Linked DNA regions of Mus musculus: region 2 is linked to region 1. Evidence: chromatin contacts called from public HiChIP or PLAC-seq data. All regions are on one chromosome and are shown on one strand. The core of a region is the stretch at or near the end of the contact, and the rest is flanking DNA. Distances in the headings are between cores, read along the strand shown. Region 1 has its middle 58 kb from the start of Gm34730. Region 2 overlaps Clcn3 (chloride channel, voltage-sensitive 3).

Region 1 (2,886 bases), core at 221-2,720:
CCGAATTCAGCTGAAACAAAGGATGGGTTTTGTGGTTTTCCCTTTATAAGCTGGAGCTGCAGAATTAAACTTTGAGCCTTGATCAAAACCTAATCTTGGCTTCATCCTCCTTTCACCCCTCCCCCATCCCTTTCATTTCCAGTCCCCTTTTCAGGTAAACCCAGTTCTCCATGGCTGATGAATGGCTAAAAATGGTGTGCAATGTGGGGCCAGAAAAACTGGGTAGGGGGGACCCACTGAGAAATGCTGTCTTGGGTGGAGCTCCACAGTAAAGGAAAGTAGTAACAGAATCCTGCATGGAAAGCAACAAACAGTATTCATGTTAGCACTAGCTATTTATTTTTTGGAGGCTGTTGTTGCAGGAGATATATTGAGGAGATACAGGTTAAGCTGAAGAGGTGTTGACTCAATGCTGACTTCACCTAGGGGTGACAGTGCAATGGGACAGGGGAATTCTATATAGGCATTTGTCTGCAGCTAAGAGCTCCAGGTGAGAGGAGCAGGGTTTAAAAAACCAGATGTTAGAAAAATTCTTACCTCAAGTAGATTTATGCTGTCTATGGTTCCCAGAAGTAGGAATAAAAATATATAAATGATGAGAGAGAGAGAGAGAGAGAGAGAGAGAGAGAGAGAGAGAGAGAGAGAGAGAGAAGGTTTTAGAAAAGCAGTTGTCCCCTGTCCAGGACAAGTTAGCAAAAGTGAAGGAAAATGGATATAAGCTGTTTCAGAGCTCTCCTAGGGACAGGAAGAAATCGGGAGACATCTTGCTTCCTCTCTGGCTCCTACTGGATATATCTTTAGTTCAGGTTATATCTAGGTTCCTTTGGGACATCAAGTTTTCTTTCCTTTCTCTCTATTGTCTGTCCTTGTGCACCATTCTGTCCATGTTTGTTAATTTATGTCTGTTTTTGTTTCTTTGTTTGAATGATTGTTGTTCTATATTTCATGTTCAAAAGAAAAAATGGTTAAAACTTTATCTGCTGAATATCCACCCCTTGATTTAGTTCAACTTTTTAAAGGCAGTCTCTATTGGCTTTTGAGCCCTGCATCTGTAGTTAGGAGTCTAGCATAGCTGGAGAAGCTCTGCTAGGAGCTGATTGTCTGCAAAAACTGCTTGTAAAGGGGCAAGCAGCTTCTCAAGTTCTATGATAAGGGAACTGATAGTTGTTTCTTCTAGAAAAATCTCTGATTGTGATTATTGGGTTCAGAAGGTAACAAGGTGCACCTTTATTGAAATTATAGCTAGAAAAAATAAAAATCTTGTCTAGTCTAAACATATAAGATGTGTGTAGCCACTTTATTTTTGTTTCTGACTGGTTTTAAAAGTATAAATATATTCTGCATGTCTTGGTTATGGAGTAATGGCTTATAAGTTATTAGGTATTGTGCCCTTCCCCCAGCCTTGAGTTGTCTAAACAAGTCTCTGGCTGCTGGACCCAGGCGCCTGGCCTCACTGAATTTACACCTTCCTGCCTGAGCCTTGAGGAGCTGGCCACTTACTGAGCTTACTTTACAACTCAATCCAGTTGATACAAAGGGGTGGGTTTTGGATTTTGCCTATATAAACACAGAGCTCAAAATTAAAATTTGAGCCATGATCAGAGAACTTTGTCTTGGCTCATTATTTTTCTAGCCTGCCCATCCTATTCCATCCCCAACTCTCTGTCCAGGTGTACCTGGTTCTCCATGGCCACTGGATGGCTACAGGTGGTGCCCATATGAGGAGCTTGGACACAGGGCCACCAACTGAGGGCTGTCCTCGGTGGAGCTCCACAGAAAACAGTAAAAGTTATGTATTCTACATGGTGGTAAGCAACATACAACATTAATGTTAGTGCTATAAATTTCATCTTTTGAAGGCTGCTGATTGCAAGGGTGCAAAAGTGATACAGGCTAGACTGAGTCAGCATAGGCCCAGTGTTGATATCAGCTAGGGGTGACAGCACATTGGGATGGGAATTTTATATAGGCAATTGTCTGCAGCTTCCAAAAGGCTTCAGGCTAGAGGAGTAGGGTATAAAATAAAATAAGTAATAAACAAAACAGAACAACAACAAGATGCTAGATATACAAATGACGTGTGAGAGAGAGAGAGAGAGAGAGAGAGAGAGAGAGAGAGAGAGAGAGAGAGAAGGAAAAATGGATTTGGATTTCAGAGCTCTCCTAGGGACAGAAGGAAATCGGGAGACATCTGCTTCCTGTCTGGCCCCTACAGGAGACATCCTTAGTTGCTTACATCAAGTTCTCTTACCTCTCTGTACTGTCTGTCTTTTGTGCACCAATCTGTCCACATGTCAATTTGTGTCTGTTTTTGTTTCATTGTCTGAATGACTGTTGTTCTATGTTTCATGTTGAAAAGAAAAAAACGGTTAAAACTTTATCTGCTGGCTATCCATCTCTTGATTCAGTCTCATTTTGCACAGCAGAGGCTGGTTTAAGTTTCCCCATACACTTAGCCAGGAGTCAAGCACAGCAAGAGACGCCCTGCTGAAAAGCTGCTTTTAAAGGGGGCCAGTGGCTTGTCAAGTTCTAAGGCAAATAAGATGATAGGGTTTTTTTTTTCCCTAGAAAAATCTCTGCAATTGTGATTATTGTGTTCAGCAAATGACAAAGTGCTTTTTCTCTTGAAATTATAGCTAGAAAAAGTAAAAATTTTTTGATTGGTATAAATTTATAAGATTGGTATAGGTGCTTCATTTTGTTTCTGATTGGCTTTAAAGGTATAAATATGTTCTGCGTGTCTTGGTACTAGAGTAATGACTTATAAGTTATTGGGTATGCTTAAAAAGTTAGCTTAAAACCGGTAACTTAGGGTTGGAGTCATTTAAAACAACAACATCTGGCATGAAACAGCCCAGGAAACCAGACCTCTAAAGATACTTCTAA
Region 2 (2,886 bases), core at 115-2,614, 370 kb before region 1:
GCTGAGTTGCAGGAATCCAGTATAGGCTAAATAACAAGACCCTATCTCAAAGCAGAACAATCCTGACTCCAAATCCCACAGTATAGTGAATGCACACTGGTATCATCTAAAATGCACTTTTTCAAAACAGAGAAAACCTGTCTAGAAAAAAACCAAAAACAAAAAACTAATTCACTTAAAAATTGTAACTGTAAACTCACTATTTTAAATGTAACTAATATAAAAATAATACATTTTTCAAAATTAAAAAGTATTTGCAGAGTGATTTTTTTTAGTAGTCTTCATGATTGCCTGGCTTAATAAAAGACCGATACATTCTCATATCTGCTTTTCATCGTAGCAGCTTGTAAAAGATGAGCTCTTACGTGCATTTTGAATTGTCTTAACTCCAGCTTTGTTAAATTAAAATCCATTGCTTTACCTTGAACTTTGAGAATACATTTTCTTAACATGAAATTATCATGTAGAAGATACTAGTTTGCTGATCTATGTGGATTGTCAGATGTAGACAGCGGTTGGTTAATTGGTTGGTTGGTTGCTAGGTCGGTTAATTGGTTGGGTGGGTCCTGGGACTTTAACTCAAGGCATATACAATCTGACTAAGCTGGACATGGTTTCTCATGCAGAGCTTCCTGAGTTTCATGGCCTTCTGTTGTCTGTGGAGTTTTCTTTGAGAACTATTTTATCTCATATTGATACTTTTTATAAGATAGTATCATAATACAAGTATCAGAAAATTTCCACTGAGTAAGAATACTGTTTTTGTTTTTTTGTTTTGTTTTGTTTTTAATTTGTTTACAAAGTGACAGGTACTATTACCAGTGGGTATTTTGGTTTTTGTTGTTGTTGTTTTAAGAAAGCAGTGCAGCTTATTTAACTGATACTATATTGTTAAACATTTAGGTGATATCTATATTTTTGTAGCTTGGTGATGAATCAACACTATTTTACACACAGTGTTCTTGTACTGAAAATGGACCAGTAAGAGTTTATTGAACATCTGCTGTGTACAAACAGAAGAATAAGAAGAATGGCAGAGACTGTCTGAAAATGACTTAATACTATCTTTTAAAAATATGCTTATTTTTTATCAAGGAAAAACAAAGTGGAACTTAGTGACCACTTGTAAGACTTTCTAAAAAGTGGTTGATATCTGTGTTTGGATGCTTCTATTTGAAAGGGATATGATTTTCTTATTCACTGGGTCTTTTTAATTGGTCCTGTGGCTTTTGAATAGATGATCCACTCAAAATAGATCAGGTCATTGAATTCTTGCTGTACTTTTCTACAGGCTAGTTGAGCATTGTGGCCCTAGATGGACAATAGAGCTTCTTAAAGCTAAGCTGTGAGCAAGACAAAAGAAGCTAGTTTGGAATGGGTTTAGAAGTGCATTCTTGGGGAGACAAGCATGCTATTACAATAGCATACTGCTATTGTTAATGAGGGGAGATTTGCATCAAATCCGCTTTCTTCTTGTTAATCTCTTAGCTGCATGCAGTCAATCAGTCGAGGACAGTTTTCTTCTGGCTTGCAGGGAAGTCTTTGGCTGTTACAAGTAGGATTAGAGCTCTACACCTATGTATTCACAGTTCTGTAACTTGGGGGGATCACTCTGCTGGTGTGACTCAGGTATTATATTTTTGAGCAGTTTTTGTTCATTAATTTCAACTTTTAAACATAATTATATGTTACTAAAGTACTGAAGCCAGACTTTTACAGCTATATTATCTAACTTGTGATGTGTAAACTATCTGTGTGTAGCAGATAAGGTTTGAAACAGTGTAGATTAGACTTCCATGTGGCCCGTGGGCCCTAACAGTCAAATCCAGATGTTCTTATTTAAAAAACAAATAGATCTTTGCTTGATGTGTGGCCTCTGGCTATTAGGTACAGCTGCCCTGCAGAGTGATTTTTATCCCAAATTTGCTTTGTTATTCTTTAGTTTACAAGGTACTTTCTGTGTTATGAGACTTGAGAAAATTAAGTAGACTCAAGCATTGTAGAAATACAGTTTAAGAAATGAAACATATTTGTAATTTCAGATCAACAGTAAAAAAAAAGAATCAGCATGGGAAATGACAAAAAGTCTGTATGACGCCTGGTCAGGATGGCTTGTTGTTACACTGACGGGACTGGCATCAGGTAAGGGGAAGGCTTAAGGGAAACTTTTGCTTTATCTTGCTTGGCTTTGCTTTTAAGTTAACTGGATAACCCCCTCCTCCTTTTTGGGTACATTAGAATTTTTTAGAGTGCTTACGTTTCTTAGAAAAAAGTAAATATGAGATCAGGCGACTGAGTCTGATTGACTGGGCGCTTTGTCTTATCAATTTGGCTGTCCACTGTGACTGCCTAGTCCTAGAGAGAGAAGTTGAACTACTAGCAGCTGACAGTGTGAATCCCACTAGGGGTAGTAGAATCACTCTCCGCCTCCATCAGGCAAGACAGAAAACAGGAAAAAGTAAGATATTTGTGAAGACCAGAGAGAGAGAAGTATTGATAAGTGGCATGCGTTAAGAATGTTGTGCTCAGTCTGTCTGACCTATTGATTTCTTGTGATAAGAATGATCTAATTTGATCATAACTTTATATATTTTCAATATTTTGTCATTAAGATAATCTTTATATGTATAGCTTTCTGTTAATTAAGAAAAATTTCAAACTTACATGAATAATTCAGTGAATGATATGAACTTCCTTAATTATACATAATGAACATTTTACTCTATTCTTTTGTATTGAGACAATCTCAATATGTAACTCTGGCTATACTGGAACATGATACATAGACAAAGGCTGGCCTTAAACACACTGAGATCTAATTCTGCCTTCCTCGGCCTCCCAAGTGCTAATATTAAAGGTGTGTGCCACCATGGCTCTCTACAAGCA

What was found. HiChIP or PLAC-seq counts read pairs in DNA pulled down with a chosen protein or histone mark.
Region 2: an H3K27ac HiChIP or PLAC-seq map of epiblast stem cells shows a contact between it and region 1. The contact joins two enhancer-like sites. A contact is called at or near these places in 1 of 15 datasets of contacts at CTCF or cohesin (the NIH/3T3 cell line) and 1 of 115 datasets of contacts at active chromatin or transcription factors (epiblast stem cells).

What each region holds. Positions count from the first base shown.
Region 1 is chr8:60,572,270-60,575,155 of GRCm38.p6, reverse strand. No RefSeq gene overlaps it. Among named protein-coding and RNA genes, the nearest start is that of Gm34730, 58 kb to the left of the region's middle. Within about 2 kb of position 1,470, at least 3 of the 459 cell types and tissues checked have an H3K27ac peak or open chromatin away from gene starts, as enhancers often do. A contact at or near this core is called in epiblast stem cells, where this site is marked.
Region 2 is chr8:60,937,804-60,940,689 of GRCm38.p6, reverse strand. It overlaps Clcn3 (chloride channel, voltage-sensitive 3), which reads left to right. Exons shown (of 13, transcript NM_173873.1): 4 at 2,043-2,142. Among named protein-coding and RNA genes, the nearest start is that of Clcn3, 44 kb to the left of the region's middle. Within about 2 kb of position 1,364, at least 17 of the 459 cell types and tissues checked have an H3K27ac peak or open chromatin away from gene starts, as enhancers often do. A contact at or near this core is called in epiblast stem cells, where this site is marked.